Regions from separate parts of the Mus musculus genome. Here all the other regions are linked to region 2. The links are chromatin contacts, called in public promoter capture Hi-C maps. All regions are on one chromosome and are shown on one strand. Each heading gives the region's core, a stretch centred on a gene start, on an enhancer-like site or on the middle of the called end of the contact. The rest is flanking DNA. Distances are from core to core; before and after follow the strand shown.

What was found. Promoter capture Hi-C pulls out the DNA fragments that hold promoters and counts their contacts.
Region 1: a promoter capture Hi-C map of second pharyngeal arch cranial neural crest shows a contact between it and region 2, with 2.6 times the contacts expected there. The contact joins the enhancer-like site here to the promoter of Glrb in region 2. A contact is called at or near these places in 10 of 39 promoter capture datasets (the 3T3-L1 cell line, embryonic stem cells, hippocampal neurons and 4 more) and 2 of 9 other capture datasets (adipose tissue and liver).
Region 3: a promoter capture Hi-C map of hippocampal neurons shows a contact between it and region 2, with 6 times the contacts expected there. The contact joins the enhancer-like site here to the promoter of Glrb in region 2. A contact is called at or near these places in 15 of 39 promoter capture datasets (the 3T3-L1 cell line, cranial neural crest, embryonic stem cells and 7 more), 1 of 15 datasets of contacts at CTCF or cohesin (large pre-B cells), 3 of 484 Hi-C or Micro-C datasets (cerebral cortex, embryonic stem cells and neural progenitor cells), 1 of 115 datasets of contacts at active chromatin or transcription factors (stem cell-derived neural progenitor cells) and 1 of 9 other capture datasets (adipose tissue).
Region 4: a contact with region 2 is called in a promoter capture Hi-C map of hippocampal neurons, with 16 times the contacts expected there. The contact joins the enhancer-like site here to the promoter of Glrb in region 2. A contact is called at or near these places in 12 of 39 promoter capture datasets (the 3T3-L1 cell line, cranial neural crest, embryonic stem cells and 6 more), 4 of 484 Hi-C or Micro-C datasets (bone marrow-derived macrophages, cerebral cortex and cortical neurons), 3 of 115 datasets of contacts at active chromatin or transcription factors (embryonic limb bud, forebrain and large pre-B cells) and 2 of 9 other capture datasets (liver and macrophages).
Region 5: a contact with region 2 is called in a promoter capture Hi-C map of hippocampal neurons, with 1.7 times the contacts expected there. The contact joins the enhancer-like site here to the promoter of Glrb in region 2. A contact is called at or near these places in 4 of 39 promoter capture datasets (cranial neural crest, embryonic stem cells, hippocampal neurons and 1 more) and 1 of 9 other capture datasets (adipose tissue).
Region 6: a contact with region 2 is called in a promoter capture Hi-C map of hippocampal neurons, with 5 times the contacts expected there. The contact joins the enhancer-like site here to the promoter of Glrb in region 2. A contact is called at or near these places in 18 of 39 promoter capture datasets (the C10 cell line, the HPC-7 cell line, cranial neural crest and 10 more) and 3 of 9 other capture datasets (adipose tissue, liver and macrophages).
Region 7: a contact with region 2 is called in a promoter capture Hi-C map of second pharyngeal arch cranial neural crest, with 4 times the contacts expected there. The contact joins the enhancer-like site here to the promoter of Glrb in region 2. A contact is called at or near these places in 19 of 39 promoter capture datasets (the 3T3-L1 cell line, 3T3-L1-derived adipocytes, the C10 cell line and 12 more), 1 of 484 Hi-C or Micro-C datasets (bone marrow-derived macrophages) and 3 of 9 other capture datasets (adipose tissue, liver and macrophages).

The regions. Positions count from the first base shown.
Region 1 is chr3:81,612,525-81,616,175 of GRCm38.p6, reverse strand. No RefSeq gene overlaps it. Among named protein-coding and RNA genes, the nearest start is that of Gm52636, 15 kb to the left of the region's middle. Within about 2 kb of position 2,010, at least 1 of the 459 cell types and tissues checked has an H3K27ac peak or open chromatin away from gene starts, as enhancers often do. A contact at or near this core is called in second pharyngeal arch cranial neural crest, where this site is marked.
Region 2 is chr3:80,911,805-80,915,110 of GRCm38.p6, reverse strand. It overlaps Glrb (glycine receptor, beta subunit), which reads left to right and starts at 1,451. Exons shown (of 10, transcript NM_010298.6): 1 at 1,451-1,594; 2 at 2,993-3,143. The coding sequence starts at 3,022.
Region 3 is chr3:80,078,575-80,082,270 of GRCm38.p6, reverse strand. No RefSeq gene overlaps it. Among named protein-coding and RNA genes, the nearest start is that of Gm36569, 190 kb to the right of the region's middle. Within about 2 kb of position 2,325, at least 48 of the 459 cell types and tissues checked have an H3K27ac peak or open chromatin away from gene starts, as enhancers often do. A contact at or near this core is called in cerebral cortex and hippocampal neurons, where this site is marked.
Region 4 is chr3:81,780,650-81,784,138 of GRCm38.p6, reverse strand. No RefSeq gene overlaps it. Among named protein-coding and RNA genes, the nearest start is that of A830029E22Rik, 20 kb to the left of the region's middle. Within about 2 kb of position 1,493, at least 126 of the 459 cell types and tissues checked have an H3K27ac peak or open chromatin away from gene starts, as enhancers often do. A contact at or near this core is called in bone marrow-derived macrophages, cerebral cortex, cortical neurons and 4 more, where this site is marked.
Region 5 is chr3:80,203,645-80,207,190 of GRCm38.p6, reverse strand. No RefSeq gene overlaps it. Among named protein-coding and RNA genes, the nearest start is that of Gm36569, 320 kb to the right of the region's middle. Within about 2 kb of position 1,995, at least 20 of the 459 cell types and tissues checked have an H3K27ac peak or open chromatin away from gene starts, as enhancers often do. A contact at or near this core is called in hippocampal neurons, where this site is marked.
Region 6 is chr3:81,833,910-81,837,180 of GRCm38.p6, reverse strand. No RefSeq gene overlaps it. Among named protein-coding and RNA genes, the nearest start is that of A830029E22Rik, 34 kb to the right of the region's middle. Within about 2 kb of position 1,685, at least 56 of the 459 cell types and tissues checked have an H3K27ac peak or open chromatin away from gene starts, as enhancers often do. A contact at or near this core is called in embryonic stem cells, hippocampal neurons, neural stem cells and 1 more, where this site is marked.
Region 7 is chr3:81,759,474-81,762,943 of GRCm38.p6, reverse strand. No RefSeq gene overlaps it. Among named protein-coding and RNA genes, the nearest start is that of A830029E22Rik, 41 kb to the left of the region's middle. Within about 2 kb of position 1,968, at least 49 of the 459 cell types and tissues checked have an H3K27ac peak or open chromatin away from gene starts, as enhancers often do. A contact at or near this core is called in second pharyngeal arch cranial neural crest, where this site is marked.

The sequences.
Region 1 (3,651 bases), core at 761-3,260, 700 kb before region 2:
GACTAATAAATACTTTGGAAGTATTTTTTTAAATGGCTTTAGTCAGACAGGCTATGTTATCTCTAATGGCAATAGCCATCTTAACTACTATAAAATTTTCTTCTTTTAGAGCTATAAGTGCCCAACAGACCAAGGGTTTGCCAAGCTGAATTCAGTAGCTGCAGTACTTAATATCTAATATTTACATGTTTTAAATATTATATATATAGACTTTCCATTCGTAGAAAAATGTAATCACTTCTACGCCCTATTAGTTAATTTGTGTGACTCCCATTAATGCTACCCTAATGAAACATGTACACCAGTAGAGTCTGAGTTGCATTCCGACTAAGTACAGTGAGCACAGAGATGTAAATATGATACTATCTGTTAGATTCCTAGAATAAGGTAATTGTCCAAGTACATCCTTTGTTTCTTTTGACCCCAAATTTTGAAGAAATGATGTTCCTTGCTTATTTTATAGAAATAAGCCATAAATTCAGGCCAACCATTCCACTACCTGTATTCTTTACAAAATAACTCATATTTAATGTATTACATTGTTTTATTTTTTAAATAGTCCTTGTCAATATTGTGTGTGCTCTACCCCAGCCTTGAACGGCTGGATCAGACCTTGTTTATCACAGTTGCTAGCTCACCTATGGTGGAGTCTTTCAACCTAGGTAAAGTCCTGCCACTTCTGCAGCTTCCTACAAGAAGCCACTACCTGCTGAACAGCTGAGCTTGTCTTCCTGATGAGGTCCTGGCAATGTGTGTGTGTGTGTGTGTGTGTGTGCATTTTGCCCAATTATATTCAGACCTTAGAATTAAAACATTGAGCCTTGATCAGAGAACTTTGTCTTGGCTCATTCTTTTTCTCGCTCTCCTTGCCATCCATCCCCAGCTTTCCTTTAAGGAACCCTGTAATCCTTGGCAGTGGAAGGCTACAATTGTGGCCAGAACCTTGGGTTGGTAGAAAGAGACCTAGAGTAAGAGACACAATAGCTTAAAGGCACTTTTATGTGAAGCTAATGGTGTAAATATTTGCTTTTGTTTAGAAAATTAATTTAGCTGCCAAGGAAAGATGTGAAGCTCATAGGACACATGGCCCTCAGTACAACCGAAGTGAGTGAATGAATGTCTGTCATATTCTTTTTTCTTTGTTTGTTTTGTTTTTGTTTTTGTTTTTCGAGACAGGGTTTCTCTGTATAGCCCTGGCTGACATGGGACTCACTTTGTAGACCAGGCTGGCCTTGAACTCAGAAATCGCCTTGCCCCCACCTTCACCCCGCGCCTCTGCCTGCCTCCCGAGTGCTGGGATTAAAGGTGTGCACCACCATTCCCGGCCATGTCTGTCATATTCTAATTTTGCTTTTCTTTGAGGACAGAATATCTATGGACCAGAAGTCTTGGGTCAAGTCCGTCTGCAGGAAAACTTTGGGCATGAGTTATCTATCAGAAGGATGCAAAGAAGACTTCTAAATTGAAGAAATCTCAAGTGAACAATAGGTGACACATCTCCAGGGCTAACAATTATTATGGTAATGAGTGAAAAGAACTATCAAACAAAGGAGGATCCTTGAATCTTAGAAAGATTTGACTCTCTTTCTCCTTATTTGCCTAGCCCTCCTCATTGGTAATGATAACTCCTTACTCTCAAAGGTCGAGAAGCTGATTTCCAGTTCCCTCTCACTTTTCTTGTTTTGGGCTAAAGAATAATATTCTTGTTTAGTTTGTTCTCTGTCTTGCTCAAAAGTCTGAAAGGAGGAAAGTACCCAGATCGGGCATGAAAATTGGCAACAGGATGGTAATCAGCTTTGCAATCAGTGTACATTAAAATCTGTGATCCACTATAATTATCAGAATATATTTTTGAGATATTTAGTCATTTTTCTCAAGTTCTGAACAGATGCTATATTTCAGTCTCAGGATTACTGTGAAAGATTAAAATAGTCTATGTGAATGCTGGCCACATCTCACCTAATTTCTGAAATTGTTTCAATACGTTCTTTGTAAAGTTTCAACCATATGCTGGAAGTTTCCCATTAGTTGTAAACTTGCTTTTCACTGTTTGGCGAGTAAGTAGTTAGAGCTCTTCATTTCCTCTTAAATCAAAGGAACACATTTCTAAATTCTTTCTTTTTACTTCCTTTCTGCCCTATCCTTCCTGGTCTTTGCCATTAAAAATAAAACAAAAACAAACCGCATCCATCAAGCAGACTGTGTTCCTGCTCCTTCACCCTTCACAGCTTTTTGAAAGGAGTGGGGATATTTTATTTTATTTTTACAGCCAACACTCTAGGTCAAGCCTAAAAATAATTTTGTGTAATTGAACTTTCACTCACCAAAAATATCTGTTTTCTTTAGAGAAGCATTTCTGTATTATTTCTTACACTAAAGACTCTATGACTTTACTCCTTGAACTCAGAAAGCAAGGAAAAGTGCATTGTAAAAATAGGAGAACCCAACACTGTTCTGATAAAATGTGAGCTTATTCTTAGTTGGATATAAAAAAATTAATTGTTATTATACTGAAGGAAAGAGACGCTTGGGTGATACACATTTAATTGGGTTAAGTTCATTTGCCTGGATGGCTCACCATTTCATATTCTTTACAAATTATTTATCTTCGTCTATGGTTTGTTACATTGTGGATTATATTTGCTCTAATTCAGAACCTGCTTCTCCAAGACGAAATATATCACAGCCTTTTAAAAAGACTTATTCACCATGAGATCAATGATAATTTTGCAAGCACAGAAAAACCTTGAACATTGACATGTGAAAAGGGATTGACTGAACCAAACATATGCTAAGTGAAAGATGTCTTTTCTCTTGATCCTTTAAGACTGTGTATGTACACTAATCATAAGCAGAAAAACAAATGATTAAAAGCTGATTTATGTAGACACATTGTTTTTATCTATGAATAAATTAATAAAGTCTTGATTAAGATCTGTGGTACATATCAATTACAGCAGGAAGTTAAAACACAAAGTCCCACTCTCAGTGACTCAACATGAAAAACATAATATAATGATGTATGCATGGTCTAACCCTCCAAAAGTAGAGGTCTATATGCGATTCAGAGATGCAAAAAGTCTCATTTTATGACAATGCTATTCAAGTTTGGGTTCCTGATGGCCACAGTATGGAGAGAGGAAGGGACGGAGAAGGCAGTGTCCACATTCATAAATGCAAACATTTCAGAACCTACATCTGTTTATACACCCTTAGTTACCTACAAAGAGACTCAGAAAGTTTAGTCATCCTGATCAAGTAGAAGTAAAATCCCAAGGAGGATAAACACTAGAAACATCTACAGTAATGAAGAAGGATTTATGTTGACTCAATTAAACACTTTGAATTACTAGACTTCTCAAATTGTGTGCTAGGTACTCTTTTTCCTCTTTTCCTCCTCCCTCCTTTCCCCTTCCCCACCCTTGCCCTCTTCCTCTCTTCCTTTCCCCTTCTCTGTTTCTTTTGCAGTTACTGTGATAAATTCCCTACTACACAAAATTTGACTGAGAAAGAGGTTGGTTCCTTCTGGTTCACAGATTGAAGGCACATTCCATTATTGGCAGCTCGAACTGGTCATATTGTATTCATAGTCAAGGACCAGCAACTGATGGCTGCATGCTCTGACCTCAATTTTTTCTTCTTTCATAGCCC
Region 2 (3,306 bases), core at 202-2,701:
CCTTAAAAACTGTTTGAGTGCGTGTTACTTTTAGCTTCAGAAGATATCATGTATATTTAAGAGGCATTTAACTATTATAAATTATTTTGATGATTTAAAAATGTAAATACTGAATTGTATATTTTAAAATAAATTTTATTAGTTTAATTAATGAAGACAGTTAAAAATAAATAAATATTTAAAAATGTGAAAGAGATACCAAATTGACAAATCCAAAACATAAAAATAAAATAAAATAAAATGTGTGGTCATGTTTTGATATAATTAAAAAAGGCATGCTGTTCTATTTAGTGAAGCTTTAAAACAAGGCAGCTGTGACTTAGCAATGGAAATAAGGATTGCTTCCTAGTTATTGCTGCCCTTGTGACACAGAAAGCTTTGTGGAGCTGAAAGACAGTGTCTGGGTGGAGGGAATGCCCCTCTCTCATGTTTAACAGGCCTATACATGAATTAGTGGAACATCTGCTCTTCTACATACAAGGCTGGACCATGCTCACTTGGGTTCAAATCTGCTAGGCTTCCCTTAAGAGTTATTATCAGGTGGGCATGGAGGCACGGGCATAATAATATTCCAGCAGTAGCTTGAGGAAAGCAGATGGGATTCCGAGATACAGTCTGACCTCAGCAAACAAAACTGCGTTTATTCGACAGAAGCAAGGGGCATCAATTTTCCCACAGAAAGGGAAATTGTATGAAGAGAGGGAATGAACTCCTGTGGGGTCTTAAAGGAATGGGTAGGGTGCTTAAGTTTAAAAGAAGTTGTTTCTTAACTATGGAAATGAAAGCTAGAGTAGTTTAGTACCAAAAGGCAAAAACTAACTGGCACTGCCATGCAAAATCACTGCTAAATCTCTTTTAAGATCTGTAAACTCCAGGTGATTGAATCTCTTAATGGCATGAATTTCAATTTCACCGTCTATAAAATTGAGAAGGATGTACAGTTGTCTAGACACACTGAGGGTCAGTGGCGACACTATGAAGGGACCCTGTTGTGCTCAATGTCAACTGTGCAACCAATGTTAGGAGCAGCATTCCTTGCACTATGTATGCTATACTACTGTAATGATTCTGACCACATGAAGCCTGAGTAGAAAGATCAGACTTCAGAAATTGGAATTATCATTCCGACATTAAGATAGAAGGCAGAAAGAGAAGATGATGAAACCACAGGAATCTCGTCCACTTTGGTTCAGGAAGGCCAACTGCTGTCCCACATCATGTAGTTAGTGCCACAAACCTCCTCTTGAGCCCTGCTCCTTTATTTTAGCTCCTTTTCTAACAGTCTCCCGCTGGGGTCCTGCGATGATGCCCTCCAAAGAGCCCTAAGGTCCCTTCTCCCTCCCTTATCCCCGTCCCCACCACCACCGTGCAGCGTCTCGTCCCTCTCGGTGGCGACCTCCGCCGCCCGCGGTCCCCGCAGTTGTCCGCGGCGCGCCACGGCGCACGCTCAGGGGCGGAGCAGGCGCGTCAAACTCGGCGGCGGCGGCGGTGGCGGCGGTGGCGCGGGCGGCGGCGGGACTCGCTGGTCGCAGCTGCCTCTGCGCCCGCCACCTGCGCCGCCGTCACCTCGGCGGAGGGCTGAGGGGCGCGTGCGGTAAGGCCTGGCGGCGAGCTCCCTGCGGCGCGGGCTTCGGGTCTGCGCACTGCGGCGGGGCCGAGCTGGGGCCCGAGGCGGGCTCGGTGCAAGACGCAGTGTCCGATGCCCGCGGGGGCCGGGGCCGGGGTTTGGGGACCAGAGGCGCCGAGGGCCCTGGGGTGCTGTGGGGAGGCTCACCTGGCCCTGCAGCGGCCGGCCGTTCTGGAAAGCCACAGAGCCTTGCGGACAAGGGTCGCGCGGGAGCCCGGCTGTAGCAGCTAGCATCGCTCCAGGAGGATAAGGGGCTGTGAGCCAAGTGGGGACAGACCTATTGCAGTACTGGGACTCTCATCCCAGAGTGGTAGAGGTGGCTGCGGGTGAAGGACCTAGTGACATGCCCTTTGGGCCTGCTTTGGGGGTGTATAGGATAAATATGGGGTGAACCTGAGAAGAGGGGGCGGGTAAATACAGGACACTGGTGCTCCAGATAACAGAGTGGGATGGGAATTGGGCGTTTAGGTCTCAGTTTGCAGAAAACAATTTTATGATCTGAAAACAAAGCACACAGAAGAGGGTTTTTTTGTTGTTGATGTTTTGTTTTGTTTTTTGTTGTTGTTTGTTTTTAGCTATTCTGCTGTTAGTAAATGCTTGAGGGTTTGCTGTATTGTTTATTGTACTTTGGCAAGGATATTCTCTTCTGGGCATAGGCAGTGATGTTAATTTGTAGGTAGGAACATTATCTGAAGCACACTTCCAGTTTTGTTTCTTTACTATTACTCAGAACTATCTTTTGAAGATGACTGGTACAAGAGTTCCCACACGAATGGGAAAACTAACAAGTCAACTTACTGCATGGCATTTTTAGGGTACAAAGTAGCATGCAAATTTAATGATATTTTACAAGCAGTGAGTTTAGAGTGTTTCATGCCAGTCTTCCTTTACCTTTCTGTTTGTTGCTTTCCTTTGAATTAAGTCCGTTAGTGATTTTTTTTTGAAAAAAAAAAAAAAGCATAGAAATCCATACAACCTACATTTTAAAATTTGACATCAAGTGTTCTAGCTAGAGTGAACCATTTTAACAGTGGGTTAAGTATCCTTACAGGTATGAACCTATTTTGAAATACTCTCCAACTTAATGCCAAATTTTAATTTCATATAATCCCAGATTTGGAAATTGTACAATCTCCAATTGTCTGTTACTAGAACCTGGTTTTCTCTATATCTTTACTTGAACTGAGTCTCACCATGACTATAAATAGGCTTTCCTGCTATATAAAGGACACTCAAACGTTCAGTGATGTAGGATTTGAGATACGATTGCCCGTTGGGTAGCCATCATGAGAAGCTCCTTAAAGGGAAGTCACAGGCTTATCACATGCTCCCTAAGTGTGAATACCTTCTTGTTTTCTCTCCTAGATTGAGCTGCTGAAACTTCCGTTTTCAAGATGAAGTTTTCGTTGGCAATCTCCTTTTTTATTTTAATGTCCTTGTTGTTTGAAGACGCTTGTGCTAAAGAAAAGTCTTCCAAGAAAGGGAAGGGGAAAAAGAAGCAGTACTTGTGCCCATCGTACGTTCCTCACATCGTATATCCTTCTGCAGAGCGATGTTGCTGCTTTTGTTAGAAAACCAGACCGGTTATAAAAATGCCCACCTACAGCACTGTTTGCATCCACTCATGCACCTACTGTGTCCTGTTTGCAAGATGTCAGAGTAGACAGATGTTTGAAATG
Region 3 (3,696 bases), core at 1,076-3,575, 830 kb after region 2:
TTAAACAATAACTCCTCAATTTTGGCTGTGTTAATTTATTGGGAATCTCTCACAAAACACAATCTTTGAATTTTTTTGTTGTTGTTTTATTTTGTTTTTTGTCTTTTGAGATAGAGTTTCACTAGGTAGCCCTGTCTGTCCTGGAACTCACTGTGTAGACACAGGCAGATCTTGAACTCACAGAGTTCCATATGCCCCTACCTTCTTAGCTGGGATGAAGAACCTTTACTACCATGCTGAGACAGTTGTATGAAGAAAGAAAGAAGACTGGTAAATCCTAATTGGCTCAGCTTTGGTTCTATGATGACTGTAGTCAACATTTGGCCATTTTAATCTAGGGGTAGTACACACAAGCTATGTGACAAATTTTTAAATTCATAAAATTTAGATTCACTTTTTAAAGAAATTGACATTTACAAATTATCCATGTTCTGTGCTTAAGTTGATTTTATCTGCATGTAAACGTGATGAAAGATATATTTCTCATTCTTTGTTTATTTACTTTTTTCATACCTAGTGTTAGTGTATTCCAAATTCTTTTGGGAGAAAAGTCTCCAGAGTAACTAACTACCCACCTGACACTTGGTTTAAATAGTTGTGTTTTACTGAACAGCTTTGACATTCTACCATTCTTCTTTTAGGGAATGGGTTATTTTATGAATTTAAAACAAACCTGGTAGCCTTGAAGAAGCGTCTTCCCCAGCTCTAAATTCCCTGGTCGCAGGAAAAGAGCATCGTTGTTCTTTCCCGACAAAGTCATGCTGCCACGCTTCTCAGCTAATGAGGAAATGATAGTGGAAGAGCTGTCTGTAGACAGGATAACTCGGGAACTGTTTTTCCTCTCAGACATTTCCTCTACTAAACAAGAGACAGCTGTTACATCACACTGAAGACTGGAAGTGAGGCCTGGAAATGATGGCTTATGTGTCTTTAAAAGTGGCCTGAGAGCAGTCTGAATGCTACGATAACCAAGACCTATGTTTACACACAGCAATGGCTTAGCTTTGCCCAAAAATTCAATCCCTGACTGAAACACATAAAGAACAGAGAAACTGTTTGCAGACAACTGAAACCGAGGCCTACATTTTACAAACATTGCGCTTCTGGGAATGTTTTCATATTGTTTACTTGCAAGGAAGAAAAACCTCAAAGCTAAATGTAGATATCACTGGAAAATAATAAAAAGCACTTCTGAAATTTTCATGAGTCAATAAAAAAACATAATTCCATTTAGAAAAAAATCAATTGACAGATATGTTTCAGAGGGTACAGCTACTATTTAAAGCAAGAGCCACCTATAGTCAAATTCCTTTCTAAAAGGACTTTCTCTCAGTCTTGAAACATTCACCAAAAACATTCCAGACACATTTTATCTCTGGTCCCCAACAGTGTCTTAATTTTTAAGTAATGATTGAATAAAACACACACGCAGTTTTTAGATACTGAAGATGGGAGCAAGCTATTTCCACTGAACAGTGGAGCCTTTTTAGCTCGTCTCTTGTTAAGCCCTAACAAGACGCCATCTTTACAATTCTCTCAAAAGCATGTTGTACTAAAAGCTGCATATCTTGATTCTAAATCTAAATTCAGAGACATCCGTTTCTGAATTTTTAAGATGCCATGCGACGTATATCAAAGCAGTCATTAAAATAGGTTATAACCTTAAAAAGAGGAGGGGGTCATTGTGACGTACTTCATCTTGTTTTATGTGGATTTAAATGAAATCACTTAAAAACAATGAGTTGCTATTGTCGACGCCCTCCCTGTAGAGGAAAATGTTAGGTCTTTAAATTACTTGTCTAGGGAAAAAAGAAAAAGGAAAAAAAACATTGTTTCAGTTGGCTGCGTCGGACGGAGACTTGGGAGAAAAAAAAAAATCCTCTGTAAAAACCAGAAGCAGAAGAAATAGACAGCAACGTCAAAATCTCAAACTGTAGCTGCAGCCAGCTATTTATACTTCCCAGACAGTTCTTGGAAAGATCTATTGTTAAGATTGAGCATTTCCGGGAAGAAGAGGGGGAAAATCCTTAGGTGAGCAACAAATGGTAGTCTTTCAGTCCCTGCCTTTCAGGTGCTGGGAAACATTCACTTTAAGTCTTGTCAGGGTACAGAAAAATGATCCTTCCTCTCTTCCTCTTGCTCTCGTGCTTGAATCTGAAAAGAAACTTGTCTTACACCCAACTGCACTCCCTTCGTTCCTAATTTCCTCCATGCCTTCCCTCTTCCCTTTCTCATTTTCAGCCCCAGGTTTCTTTTTAGAGGGGGAAGAACTTGCTAAAGATGGCGTTCTACCCAGTGCTGCCCTGCCCTCTAGTGGCGCAGAGCCTGTACTCCGTACTCTCTGTTTTTTTGTTTTTTTGTTTTTTTTTTCCCCTCTCACTAACCTCTCTGCCGTTCTTCAGCTTTTTAGCCTTCTTCTATTCCTTACACATCCCTTTAGCTTTTTCTCGTTTCTGTTATCCTCTCTCTCCTTCAGCATCCAACCTAAAGCTGTCTGTAAAAGAAGGACTTGCAAAATGTGTATACTTAAAATTCGAAATGATTCGAAAAGAAAAACTTGGTAACTAAATTCTCTCCTCAGATTTAATCGGCATGCTAAATCCACAAGCTAAATTGGACCAAGTCAGAGACTGATGTACTTGGTAAACCTTAGAGAATATTAGTCTCTCTCTAAGAAACTCCTATGCAAATTGACTATCTCCATAAAGTTGGAGCCACTTTGACTTAGCACCATGCAGGACTGGGATCTTACCTATTCAGGAGGCTGAGACAGGAGGGTCAAAAGTTCAAATACAACTGTGAGACAGAATGGAGGAGTGGGAGGGGGTGCGAGAGAGAGAGAGAGAGACAGAGGAGAGGAGAGACAGAGACAGAGACAGAGACAGAGACAGAGACAGAGACAGGCTGGACTTGGGACTCAGAGGCAGAGAACATACCTAGTATCCCCTTTCACCCCAGCACTAATAAGGGAATAAAACAGTTTCGATATGACTTCCAGCAACACCCAAAAGGCACGGCCAGTTGATTAGCAGCTGTCAAGTTTCTACTTAATCCCTTATTAGCAAATTTGATGGTGACTCCTTGTTCCCCTTTGGACACTGAAGGCCAAATTCCATAATGAAGAGAATATTAACAGACTGTCATGAGGCATGGTCATGTAACTTAATTACTGCTCTGAGTTTAAATATTATTTACCAAAACACCACACTGCTCTAAGTAAAGGACCACAAAACTAACATTTTGATAGTATTTGTGTCATTGGTACCTTATTAAAAGCACTGCCATTTCCAGCTCAGTGCGTCAATATGCTCTTAAAAGCAATATAGATCTCCACCTTCAGGCTTTTATTTTCAGCAGATAATAGAAAGAATGGGGGTGGGCAGCCATAAGCTATAAGAAGTTGTAAAGGTTACCTTCATTTCATAGTTGCACTGATCTAAACTCAGTGGACTTAACATTAAAAGGAGAACAAGGACCTTTTCACATTCAGAACTATGCTACCTGCTCCCAGAAACTTAGTCCCCCAGATATGTGAGCATTTCAGAAAGTTTCTTGCAACACAAGATAGACAGGAGTGATGGCACAGACCAGTGATCCTAGCTACTCAGGAGGCCAAGGCAGGCAGATCACAAGTTCAAGATCTGCTTCCTGCAGAGACAATTGAATTGAAGGCCAGCAATTTAGAGAGAGCCTATC
Region 4 (3,489 bases), core at 244-2,743, 870 kb before region 2:
CTTTACAGACCCTCTTCCCTCCAAACACATGTTTATTATTCTTAAGATAATTTTCACAGCCTTAAATGATTTTTACTTTTGACTTCAGAGATTGTTTTCCCCCCTGTTTGGAAGTGATAACCCCTGAGAGCCTCTACCTAGTTTTAATCTTACTGACAGGTTATAAGCAATTTCCTATTAAGAATGTTTTTGTTGTGATCATTATTTTTATCATGACTATCATATTATTTCAATATTTTTGTATGGAATTCCTAATGTTTCTAATTGACAGAGCTGTTATTCTACCTCTACAGTGCAGTTTAAATTATAATAACATAAACAGATTATATCTATCTACCTGAAATGCCAAGTGAAATGTCTCATGAACTACAGGCACTTATCTCTTTTTTCACAAGGAATAAATATAGTCGTTCATAGGACAGATAATGACATAAGTTTGAGGTTGACAGAAAAAAGGAGAGTTTATTTGAGGCAGATGTTTGCTATGGAGAAAGTCGCTGGAGAGTCATCAAGGGAACGCTGAATTTCCGACTTACAAATTTGATAGGGCAAGATGACAAGGAAAAATACCATTTCAAAATGGAGGGACTAACTTTACAAATGTGTCAGCCAAGACCCCCTAGTGAGGATCGAGAGAGAACACTGCCAATTTCACTTCCAAACACAAAACAACTCTGTAAACGCCGCAAGATATCTACTTTGCCAATAGAGGGCGCAAGAGACACGCTGAAGAAAAAAAAGGGATTTTTTTTTTTTTTCTTTCTTTCTTCCTCTCTTTTATGCTTTTCCTCTGAGCAGTTTTGCTTTGGCGTTACCCTTCTGGCTTCTGCTGCATTATTCCGTACATGATGTGGGTGTGTGGTGAGAACATGTGGTGGCTTTTTTATCCAGCCACGTACCCAGTGGACGCGGTGACCTCATAGGCTCACATCAAGCCCTATGATCACCTTCAGAAAGTTGTACTTGAAGCGTACTGATACTGAATGCTCCAGGCTTAGAGTCGTTAGCAGCACCAGGACTTCCTCTGTGGCTTTGCTTAATGGGCTGAATGCCCGCACCCAGCAGGCTGGCTCATTTCCTTCCTGTCTGCTGAGTGTGGACCAGCTTCGACCCAGAAACCCCAGTAGCCCCTTCTGCCATCCCGGGAGCTGTAACCACTCCCTCCCAAACAAGCCTCAGGCCTAATGGAACAGGGGATTTTCCTGACCAAGTTTGCCCTTCCTGTGGGCAGCCCAACGTCCTTTAAATGCTATCACTACATCTTTAGAGTTATTCCTCATAGCTTATTGTCTCCGTAATATCGAGTTTCTCCAGTGAAATCTACTCTGCTCTATCTGTTTCCCAATGAGATCAAGGATGAGACAAGAATTCATAATTTAAAGAGCCTTTATTTGCTATACATCTCTGAATCGCAAGGAACTAAACCAGGGGCCTCATGTAGCTTACCATGTGATGTGATAGTTTGGGGACTAGGGAGAAGACATGTCACTACAGTCACTATGACCCATTAGAATAAAACTATGCGGACTGCGCCAGGAGAGGGCCTTCTGTTCACAGTTCTTTACTTGTTTGGCATTTCCTTGTACTCATAAACCTGTTGCTGACAATCATTTGATCAGTTTAATTATCTAGAAATTACTTAGTAAAGGGACTGAGAAAGTACATCCAGAGTTCTGAAAAACTGTATATCCAGAGAAGAGTTAGTAATGAGCTCAGAGCAGAGACCATTGGCTGGCCTTCCAGGGGAGGTTGCCCCGTTTCTAGTGTTTGCCAGTTTTGCTAATATAGCTTCTCTGGTGAAGCTTACTGTTGTTGGAAACGAACAGGCACAACGTTGAATACAGTGTTAAGACTGCATCCTTGTATAGAACTTTTGATGTGTGAATCCCACACACAGAAATAACTCGAAGAACAGATGGTAGCCAAAAAACACAATCACGCAAAACTTAACGTTTCCCATGAGTGATGCTTCTGATTCAAATATGTGTACCTATGAGTTTGTATAATTCGCTTTTTAATAACGTCTGTGTTTCCAGCGGACATTTCCTTCTTCCTTCCTTCCTTCCTTCCTTCCTTCCTTCCTTCCTTCCTTCCTTCCTTCCTCCCTCCCTCCCTCCCTCCCTCCCTCCCTCCCTCCTTCTTTCTTTCTTTCTTTCTTTCTTTCTTTCTTTCTTTCTTTCTTTCTTTGTTTCTTTTTCGAGACAGGGTTTCTCTGCGTAGCCCTGGCTGTCCTGGAACTCACTTTGTAGACCAGGCTGGCCTGGAACTCAGAAATCTGCCTGCCTCTGCCTCCTGAGTGCTGGGATTAAAGACGTGTGACACCATGCCCAGCAGTCCAGCTGACATTTCCAACCCAGAAGCTATAACTAATTGATAACCACTCATAATGAAAATTAGTTGTCTCCAAAGGTGTCTAATTGGGCATACAAACCACTTTTAAGGCCAGGCCAAATCCCATTGTAGTTTTGGAGGGTTTTTGTTATTGTTGTTGTTGTTTGGATTTGGTTTTGTTTCTCCATGTGTCTGAGCATTTTATTTTTCATTTTTCTTTCTTTCTTTTTCCCTTTCCTTGTAGGCATTTTGTTTATATAACTTGGTATCTGATTTTGTGTTTTTATGAGATTTCTGTGTTTGCCAGTGTGTTTGTCTCTACATCAATATATGTTTCTTTTGAGTTTTCTTTGTTCTTCTTGTGAATTTTTCTTGTGTTTGTTTTTGTTCAGGTTATTGTTGTTATTTTAATGCTAATTTATTTTCTATTGAGAGGGAGCAAGAAAGGATGTGGATGTGGGTAGGTAGGGATATAGGGAGGATCTGGGACTGTTTGGAGAAGGAAAACCATAATTAGGATATATTACATGAAAATAACAAAAATATTTTCAGTAGAAAGAAAAAATAAGACTCGAGCCCCGAGGTACCTTGCCAGCGGACTTGCCCAACACCCGCAAGGGCCCACACAGGATTCCCCATGGGATCCTAAGACCTCTGGTGAGTGGAACACAGCGCCTGCCCCAATCCAATCACGCGGAACCTGAGACCGCGGGAAATAGGGTGGCAGACTACCTGGGGCCTGACCTGGGGCACAAGCCCCTTCCACTCCACTCCAGCCCCGAGGTACCTTGCCAGCGGACTCGCCTGACACCCGCACGGGCCCACACAGGATTCCACACGGGATCATAAGACCTCTGGTGAGTGGAACACAGCGCCTGCCCCAATCCAATCACGCGGAACCTGAGACCGCTGGAAATAGGGAAGCAGACTACCTGAGCCTGACCTGGGGCACAAGCCCCTTCCGCTCCACTCCAGTCCCAGGGTACCTTGCCAGTGGAGTCGCCTGACACCCGCAAGGGCCCACACAGGATTCCACACGGGATCCTAAGACTACTAGTGAGTGGAACACAACTTCTGCCAGGAGTCTGGTTCGAACACCAGATATCTGGGTACCCTCCCTGCAAGAAGAGAGCTTGCCTGCAGAGAATACTCTGCCCA
Region 5 (3,546 bases), core at 746-3,245, 710 kb after region 2:
ATGATTGCCAGTGCATTTTCGTGGGAGCTTACAGAAACCACAGCTGTTAGAGACAATAGGTACCAATTTAGGAGCCCTGGGAAGAGCTCATGCCCTCTGTTCCTTCCCTGATTTATTTTTAACTACTGCACAATGAATAATAATAGTTAGGGATTGTGTTTCAAATTCTATTCACTGAAGGCAAGGAATTCAAATTTGCTTAAGATTGCAATAAAAAAAAGAATCTTTGAAACCCTAGAGGAGTTATCAATTTTACTTAATACATGAGATGATCTTGATGATGAGAGTCGAAATTTATAGAATGCTTGCTATATATTAGATGACATTTTAAAATTGGGAGTATTTTTGTTTATTTCTTTAATAATTTTATTTTTCTTGAAAACTTCATATATGAGCATTGGTTCTACACCATTCCTTCTCTCTCTCCCTCTCAACTACTAATTCCTCCTATGATCCCTCTCCCAAATTTATGATCTCTTCTTTAATGATTATTATTGCATGTATATACATGTGTATATTTGTGCACATATATTTGCACACACACACATACACACACACACACACACACACATACACACATACACACACACACACACACACACACACACACACACACACCACACACACACACACATATATATATATATAGCCTACTGAATCCATCTAGGTTATTCATATATACATGTGTCTAGAGCTGACCACTTGGAATTGGACAACCTAAGTGGTAGCTCTTCTCCAGAAGAGACTGAGACTTTCTCACAGCAGGCACTGACCAACTGTAGTTCTTCATCTATGGGCAGGGAGATGCTGAATTTCCCTTCTTCTGGGTCCTGTTCAGGCAGCCATATTGTTATGAGTTCATAGACACAGCTTCTGTATCCTATATAGAAGACAATATCTTATATCATATATTCTGATACTTTGGTTCTTAACAATCTTTCCACCCCTTTTTTAATATTTTCCATGAGCATCAGATACAAAAGTTGCAAAATGTTTTTATTGCATACACACATCAAATTCTCATAATATTTATTTTAATTAGAGAGCATTGGTGTTGCCATTCAACAGAAAAGATGCCCCAAGCACAAAATGATAATCTACCCAAAATCTCAACCAAGTAATCTACCCAGGAAGAACTCTTGACTGCTTTCTTATGAACAAATCATATTATATAAGACATTTTATTTGCTTATATTAATACTAAATCTTAACCATAATTTAAAATACAAATTATACTATCTGAAGTATTTCCAAAGAAGAGTATAAGTTTTATGCAGTAACTGACAATATAAGCTTGAATTGCACTTAACTAAAGGAAAATAAAATGTCTTTTCTCAATAATGACTTTATCATGGTAGTGTACCAACTCCTACAATTAGTTAATAGTTTAAATCTTATGGTCATTTCTGCAGATTTGAAAACCTTATCTGAAGATGGTGAAATTCCTGAGGATTTATTCTGAATAGAAGTCTAAGATATAAATGCAAATATAAAAATTGCAACTAACAGATCTGCAGTGATTTGACTCTAATTAGAATTGCAAAATATTTCATTTCAGGGGCTTAAGGCTTTTCTCATCAGAAGTCTTCAGCCTCCCGAGCTTGAAGCCATGCCTCCTACTCGTTTATATGTTGCAGATGAATCATGAGCTCATCTCGGTTCAGTCTCGTGGGCAAAAATTATGTAAGTGTTTCAATATCACAAAATGTTCGTTCCACTCCGTGTTATTGAAAAGCTTGGGTTGTGAAGCAGCAGCTTCTTTCCTCTTACTTTGGCTCCAGATCTATGCAGGTAAATTTTTAATAAGTAGTTTCAAAAAGGATAGTGATTGACCTGATAAAGCATACCAGGGTAAATATAAGGGCAGTAAATATCTTCTAAATGTGATATAAGAATTCCCTTTTATATTAGAAGCAGGGGTGAAAGCTACTGTCACCATGCTATTGGTGTTTCCCTGGAGACCCTGAACAATGAACTGGGGCAAGCAAGAGTGTTTAGCAGAAGGCTAGCAATTGTCCCTTCCCTATTAATGCTGAAAACACTTAATAGTTGATATTAAGACATTCTTAAGTAAAGAACACCACAAATAGTAATTTGCTTAAGTAGTAGTGTGAGTTACTTTGTTATCTAGTGCTTTTCCCAGGCCAGTTCCTGGGGACCCTGCCAACACAGATGTCACAATAGGTTCTGACTCTCCTGCCTTCTGCAAGGACAAAATTCTACAGCCTCTTTCCAAACCCAGCTTACCCTTTCATTAGTAACTGTTCACAGAACTTTTATCCTCTGACTTCCCTGAGGACTTTAGGGTTACATTCACGTAGATTCAGGCCCAGTTCACTGATGAAATATGTCTAGCTTAACTTTAATATTTCTTATTCAAGAAGGACCTGAAAGTTTCCTTGCTTGCTTTGCTTTTAAATAAAAAAGATCATATAACTTTTAGGGGATTAAGAATATGGAACTAGACCTCAGGAAGGAAGCAATATTATTATGTCAATCAAGATTGGCACTGACAATTTATTATATTTTATATTAGTAAGTATTGTATATTTGCCCAAATCAAAATCAGTTTTGAAGGTAAGACTATTCCAATGGCATGGATAGCAAGTATCTGGAGAAGAAAAAGAAAAAAAAAAAAAAGAAAAAATCCTACCAGACTAATGAAAGTGTTATGCAAATTAGTAAGTAACAGAGCTGAGATATGTGCACAGGTCTCACAAAAAGCATCGTGCTCAGCTCCCTGGAGCAAAACACCTCCTAAAATGTTTAAGACATTTTAGGAAGAAAAATTGTTCTGTTATGGAAAGTACAATTCACCTAATACACTTGGTTGTTTTAGTAATTCCGCACTAATTTTCTCTGAGTTGCCTCAGGACAATCACAGTATTAAATAGAAGTTTCATTATTTGGTGGGTATGAGGAATTATCCTTCTGTGATCCACAACCATCTTTATGTCCTAAATTGTATTCTTTTGCTTATCAACTTTCTCCAAGCTCTGTGCTATGTATCATCCCCAATTCACTTACTTCATTCCCATCTTTGTTTCTCCACTTTCTTTGGAGGTTAGCCTTCTGTCTTTTTACTTTTCTTCTCCATTCTATACCTTCCTCTTTTTCTCTCTTCTCCTTTCAAATGTTAGCAGTGGAAACACAACAAATGCACCATGTATTAGTTGTAGAGTCCCTGCCTCTTCATTAAAAAAAAAAAAAACAAGAATAACAACAACAAATCCTTTGTTCTCTCCTCTTTATCTCATTGAAAAGGTGTGCTTTCCATCATATGTAAACAGATAAAAATGTTAAATTAATTTTTTATTATTATACACTCCATATTTTATTCCCCCTCACACACGTCCACCCTCCTACTGCTCCACATCCCATACCTCTTCCCCACACCCCTCTCTCCACATGGATGTCCCCATCACCCACCCCACCTGACCTCTAAACTCCCTGGGGCCTCTAGTCTCTTGAGGATTAGGTGCATCATCTCTGAATGAACACAGACCCAACAGTCCTCTACTGTATGTATGTTGGGGCCCTCCTATC
Region 6 (3,271 bases), core at 436-2,935, 920 kb before region 2:
TAGGGAGGCAATGAGTCATTGCTGTTTAATTGGGATGGAGTTTGCATTCTGTATGTTGAAAATGTTCTAGAACTGAACAGCAGTGATGATCACTTAACTCTTGACTGTTCTACTAAAAGTCATGACTGTGATAAGTTTTTTCTTATCTTTGCTTACCATAATTCATATAAATATCCACAATGGAACAAAAGATTAAGCAGCATGACGGCTGAAAATGTTTTTATGTACTCACGGCTCTTTTGGAATTCAACTATGTTATCTTCACCAGACCAGAGTGTGCAGTTTGTTCCTTTCTGGTGTTGAAATTTGAGTTGAGATTTTGTAAAAGCTCTATCAGTTTTGTCTTCAAGTATCATATTGGAACGGGTGAAGTTATCAAGTTTCACTCAATTTCCTCACCCAATACAGCTGACAAAAGTATGTACTTTAAAGTGAGACCTCCTGGGAAGGCATCTCAGTAGAGAGAATACCTGCTTTGCAAGTATAAGGACCAGAGTCCAGATCGCCACACCCTGTCTAAAACCCCAGACAAAGCAGCAAACACGTGTCACCGGAGAGATGACAGTTTGTGAAGTAGAGGCACTGGATCCCTGGAAACTTATTGTTACTTATTCGGCAAATTTCTAGGCCACCGAGAGACCTATCTCAAGTAAAAGGTGGACAGTGCCTAGGGAACCGAAGGCAATGTTGTCCTCTGACTGATATGCACATGGACACTTTTCTACGCATACACATGCATCGACACAAACACATCCACACACAAAGTAAAATTGTTCACGTGAGCCTTCATAGTCTGCAAATGTCCCCCGCTATTCTTTATGAGCTTTGGTCTGCCGTTTCTGGGTTTTGGCAGGGATTTGTGTGAAATAATTAGAAGACAGTAATAAGCAGTGAAGTCCATATACAAGCCGGGTGTGGGGCAGAGAAAGGGAACATCTTTAAGACACGCAAGAATCATATCCTGTCCTGCCTTGAACTGAGAAGAGTTTGTTTGGAGAGAGTGAGTGCAGAGGGTACATTTACAAGGCTGGTTTCAGAGTTAACATGATTATCAACACAGGTGATATAGCTCCTTGTGCAGCAGTCGGCTGTGCACTGACAGCCTGGTCCCCGGTTGAGCAAAGGTCTGGAACCCTGGTGACCAGATGGGTGGAGACTTCCACCTGCATGGGATGACAAATGTTCAGCCACGCCTCCTGGGTTCCTGTCTCCTGTGTGCTGTCTCACATAGCTACAGCCTCCTACAGCTCCCCACCCCACCCCCGCAGAGCAGCACCAAGCCCTCCCACATGCAAATAAGGTTTCCCCAAAGCTCTCATACCAAACCAACGAGAAGCATTTGTTTTCAGACCCTTACCCACACCAAAGCTGTATGTAAAAATCCTATCCGGAAGGATTAAAAGTGTAGGAGAACTACTCCATCGTCTGAGCCTTCTGTTCTGAGAGCTGTAACATTTTGGAAAAGGTCTGCTCTCCCCAAGTGCTGCCTAAAGCTCTGCTGCACTCCTCACTGCCTGGTCAGTCTGTTGTTGGCCCAGCCCTACTTGCAGGGCAGCAAGGAGAAATCTTTAAACCTAGAAGGCATGGCAGAGACAAGGTGGAGTCAACTGCAGCCGCAGAACTGGCAGAAGGGACTTCCCCTCCCTGCCTGCACTGCTTCCCCTCGCTGGAATTCTCACACCAGGCAGGGCCAGAGTTCTCCGTGCAAAGCCTCTGGTACACAGACCCACAGCTCCTCTCCAAGACTGTCTGGACATGAGGGGGGGGGGGGGAGGAGACTATTTGTCTCCCGCACTTTACCCTCATTTACATTTGATTTGTAGGGCTTGGCACGAGGAGTTAGTTCATATATCCTATAACATAAAATAAAGGTAGTAAAAGTTACCTTTATTTTTATTGTTCAAAAAATAAGTCTTGAAAATGCACAAGTTTTGCTTTGAATCAGAGCATGGTATTTCTGGATGATTAGTTTAATATATTCCATTAAGTTAAAATATTTTAATGAAGATTCATGGCAACCTACAAGGTTCTTTGAAACCATAGTTTTGAATCATTCACCTAAGGAACTTCCTATCCTACAGTTTGGTTTCCCAAAACATAAGCCTTATAAGTTGCTTTGAGTTGTTTACATTGTCATTTTATACAACCTTGCTTGTTTGCTTTTTGCTTGCCCATACCTGAGCTGAAAAATATATATCTTGCCATACTCCTTCACCAACGTCATATGATAAAATATTCTCCCATGCATAATAGCAGCTGGTTCTACAGGACACTTTTAAAATTAATAATTTTTGGATTAAAGTATAATTATATTATTTTCCTTTCCTCTTTCATCCTCTAACAACTCCCATCAACCTCTTTTCTCTCTCAAATCCATAGCTTCTTTTCCTTTAATTGTTTTTATATATTTTTATATTATATATTTATATATGTAATATAGGTTACAAATATGTTCTTATATGTATAAATATGTTTTTATATATGTTATAGGTAAAATTTACATCCATATTTATATATATAACGTAAATCCATATAAGTGAATTGTATTTATATCCAACTCAGTCCATATAATATTATTTGCATGCATGTGTAGGAGCTGTCATTTTAACTGGAAATAGGTCTAAACATGATTTTAGCCTTGAAAACTGTAAATGTTTTGTAGCTCATCCTCCATTCATGCTTGGACTTTATCTCTCTTGACCTTGTGCAGGTTGTCTGTGAACTGTGAATTCGTGTGTGCAATGGTGTTGTCAATAGATACAGTAATAAACTAACCTGTAAAGTCTTAACTCTTCAGTGATTAATGCCTCTCTAAACCCTCATCAGAGAAGCTCCCTTTTGATCCAGTAGATGGAGATTAATAAAGAGAAACCCACTACTATTAAACCTACAGTAAAGCAACCAACTCTAAATGACACATCAGTATCACTCAACCTCTCCCGAAGGCTCAGGGATCATTGCTGAAGAGGGGGAAGAAATTCTGTAAGACTGGGGATTAGGATCCCTGTAGTGAGGTGGTATTTGTTGCTTAGTTCTTTGTTTCTTTAGTGTGTCCTCTTTATTCTCTTCCCCTGCTCTTCTTTCTCCATCTCCTTGAGGTACTAAACAACTTGTACTCTTAGAAACACTCAGCATAGAGACCCAATATATATTGAAGTATTCAAACTTAACTTTGCTAAAATCAGTTTAATTTTCTAGTCTTCTCAGAATTTTAAGGATGGAGGAGACAATCAGAAGAAAGGAAGGATAGGTGCTCTTTCAGAGTCAGAGG
Region 7 (3,470 bases), core at 719-3,218, 850 kb before region 2:
AGGGTTCTGGGAAGAATAAAAACTATGTTTTGTATTTCTAGGGAGGCAGGTGGTAGTGACTAGCATTTAGTCACACTTCCATTCCTGTTGCATGGACACAGACATTATGTATTCCAATATTGTTAGCTATCTGAAAACAAAAATCACAGAAATATCCTAGATGCCAATTACTGTGAGATTTCATAAGTAAATATATTCATGCAGTGAGACTCTGGGGAGGCCTAATAAAGACTGAGGTTAAATATCTTAAACTACTCTAGAAACAAATCTGCAATATTTTACCAATTAAAATCACATTGATTTCCATGTAGTCTTATACCTTTTAAGAACTTGTGTGTTCAAGAAAGCAGAATCATTACTATGCTCAAGTGAATGTAGATTTAATGAAAACCTACCTGAAGACATCTATAATTACCTTCAGTTTGAGAAGCCCTGGTAATAGAGACGGTGTACTGTGTATTTTCACGTTGTGTGTAACTACTGCTTGTCTGTTTAATATTACACAGATGCTATTAGTTTCTGATGTTCATATTGTATGTAACCACAAATTTTCTTTTTAACATTACGCAGATATTATTGGTATTCGATGCTGTATTTGGTGCCGAGTTTCTTTTTATGGATATTCATCCATGTACGGTAGCTCACACCCTGACCCTCATATTCAGGCTACAGAAGAAACAGAAATGCTATGAGTGTGGTCCAGGATGAGCCACATACTGAATACTAGGTCAGCTTTTGCTACAAAGTAAGACCCTATCACTTTAAACCAAAACCAAATCTCTTCTCCCTATATCTATACAGCCATTTTATAATGAAAATAACTTTAAGATATACTAGTTTTATTTTAATAATAAATAAAAATAATAAATAAACTATTATTGTGTTTTAAAATTGTCATCTCGAGCTGGAGAGATAGGTCAGCTTTTAAAAATGCTTGCTATTCTTCCAGAAGACCCAAGTTCAGTTCCCGGGACCCATGTTGGGGAATTCACAATTGCCTGTAACTCCAGCTCCAGGGGGCCTGACACTATGTGCTAGACTCCATGGACCTGCATAACATGGCACACACACACACACACACACACACACACAAACACACACACACACACACACAGAGAGAGAGAGAGAGAGAGAGAGAGAGAGAGAGAGAGAGAGAGAGAGAGAGAGAGAGACAGAGAGACAGAGAGAGAGAAACAAAAATAAAGCTTGAAAAAACTGCCATCATACCTAGATAATGACATTTTAGTATTGTTTTTACACATATTTAATATTCAATTTCATGTTTTTTTGGTTTTTAACTATCTACATTCCTATCTTATAACTGTATTAATATTGTACATTTGAAGACTATATTTGTGTGTAAAATGTACCCTGCATTGCCATGCAGATATTCTAGAATGTGACCATCTTTCTACTAGAATAAAATTTTAGCATGAGTATTACATACAGAGGTAATACATTTGATGGTTATTAATATTCTGAAGTTATCTCATTGTGATATATACTTACTGGAAGTACTTGGTTACCATATGGTTAATACAGGTTCTAAGCCCAGGGGTCTGTTTATTTCCGTAAAACTTCTGCAGTTACGTTATGCATTACTAAATGGTGGCCTAATATTACTCAGTACCTTTTGATAGTTAATTGACTCTCCTGGGTAAGCACCACACTCAGGATGTAGTTTATGTAGCTTAATTTCTCGGAAGGCAGCAGAGTGCTTATAAAGAGCTCTGAGCTCCCACAGTGAACTAGTGACATCATGAAAGTCAGCCAGGTGGTTTTGTTTAGTGTGCTTTTACTGGTTTGTTAGGCAGTCTGTGCAAGATCCACAGCTCATAGCCAGCATGCAAATCAGCTTTCACTTTCGAGTAGAATGTGGCAGCTGAAACTGAAGCAAGCTTCTGCTCACCTCTAGCAAGCACAGATTATCCCAAGCACATTCATTATTCAAGTGTTCCTAAAGCAACTTCACAAAGCTGGAGTCTAGCTCTCATGCAAATATCTTTCTCACTATGTGACAGCATTCTAGACTAATCAGTTTGCAAGTTTGTTATAAAGTTATTTTGTTATAAAGCTACTATTTCTGTAAGGCACGCGTGAGAATCTACGCTGAAGAGCAGAATAGAGTATTAGCATTCAAAGAAGCTTTAGATGACAGAGTTTTCTGGTAATTTTCTCTGAATGTTCTGTGTATGAACCTACATACTGGCAATATCGATGTCTTACTTTAAATGTCAGTCTTTTCCAATCAAAATTTTAATTTTTTAAATTTATTCTTCTTTCATACTTGAGTGCAGCTTTCCATCTGTCTGCTTTTCCCTGCCCCATGCCCCACCTCCTTCTCTCTTAGTTTCCCCACCCCAGTTGTCTACACCCAGAAAAGAGCAGGCCTCCTAGGGATGATTGAGAGTCAATCTACAGTATGGCAGATTCCACAAAGCACATTAAGATACAATAAGACCAGGCACAAACCTTCACATCAAAGCTGAACGAGGGAACCTAGTAGAACAAAAAGTCCCAAGAGGAGGCGAGAGAATCAGAGACACCTCACTCTCACTGTCACGTGTCAAAAGACACCATGCCACCAATCGTTACACGTATGCAGAGGGCCTAGCTCAGATCCATGCACAAAGCAGCTCCGTGACAGCCATAGCAGTCTCTATGAACCCCCATGGACCCCGCTTAGTTGATCCCGCAGGTTATGAACTCCCTGTGTCCTTGCCACTGCTGACTCTCACAATTCCTCCTCCTCCTCATTCACTTACTGGTTCCCTGAGCTCCAAGATAGAGATCTGCAACCTGTGCTCACTCTCCCATGAACCCTCAATGTTTGGCTGTAAGTCTCTGCATCTGCACCCATCAGCTGACAGAGGAAGCCTTTCTGATGAGGACATTAGACACCAATCCATAATTATAGCAGAACATCCTCATTAGGAATCATTTCATTTTTGTTGTGGATTGTTTTGTTTTTGTCAGTCATATTTGGATCTACCCTAAGTCTCTGATCCCAGCCTCCAGTTCCTGACAATGAAGGCTACGTGGGCCTCAAAGTAGATAAGTCATTGGTTGGCTACACTTAGAAGTTCTGTCCACCATTACCTCAGCACATCTTAAAGGAAGGTCAGATTGCAGGTGGAAGGGTTTGTGGGTAGGTTTTTGTCCCAGTGACACTGCTATAACCCTTGTCTGGGTACAGGAGAGGGACAGTACAGGCTCTGTATCCTCTATTATTAGTAGTCTTCTTTAGCATCGCCCTCATAGATTCCAGGGAGTTTCAACTGCACTATGTCTTCACATTATCTCCCAAATGCCCTCCAATTCCAGACCTGTTCCTCTATGTCCTCTTTTCAACAACCCACCACATGATTCCTCCTGGTCCACTCCCCACCCAGCAGCTCCCAGTCTTCTCACAGAATCCATTCTATTTTCTGTTCTTAGGGAGATCCGTGTGTCTCTCAGAGACATCCTTA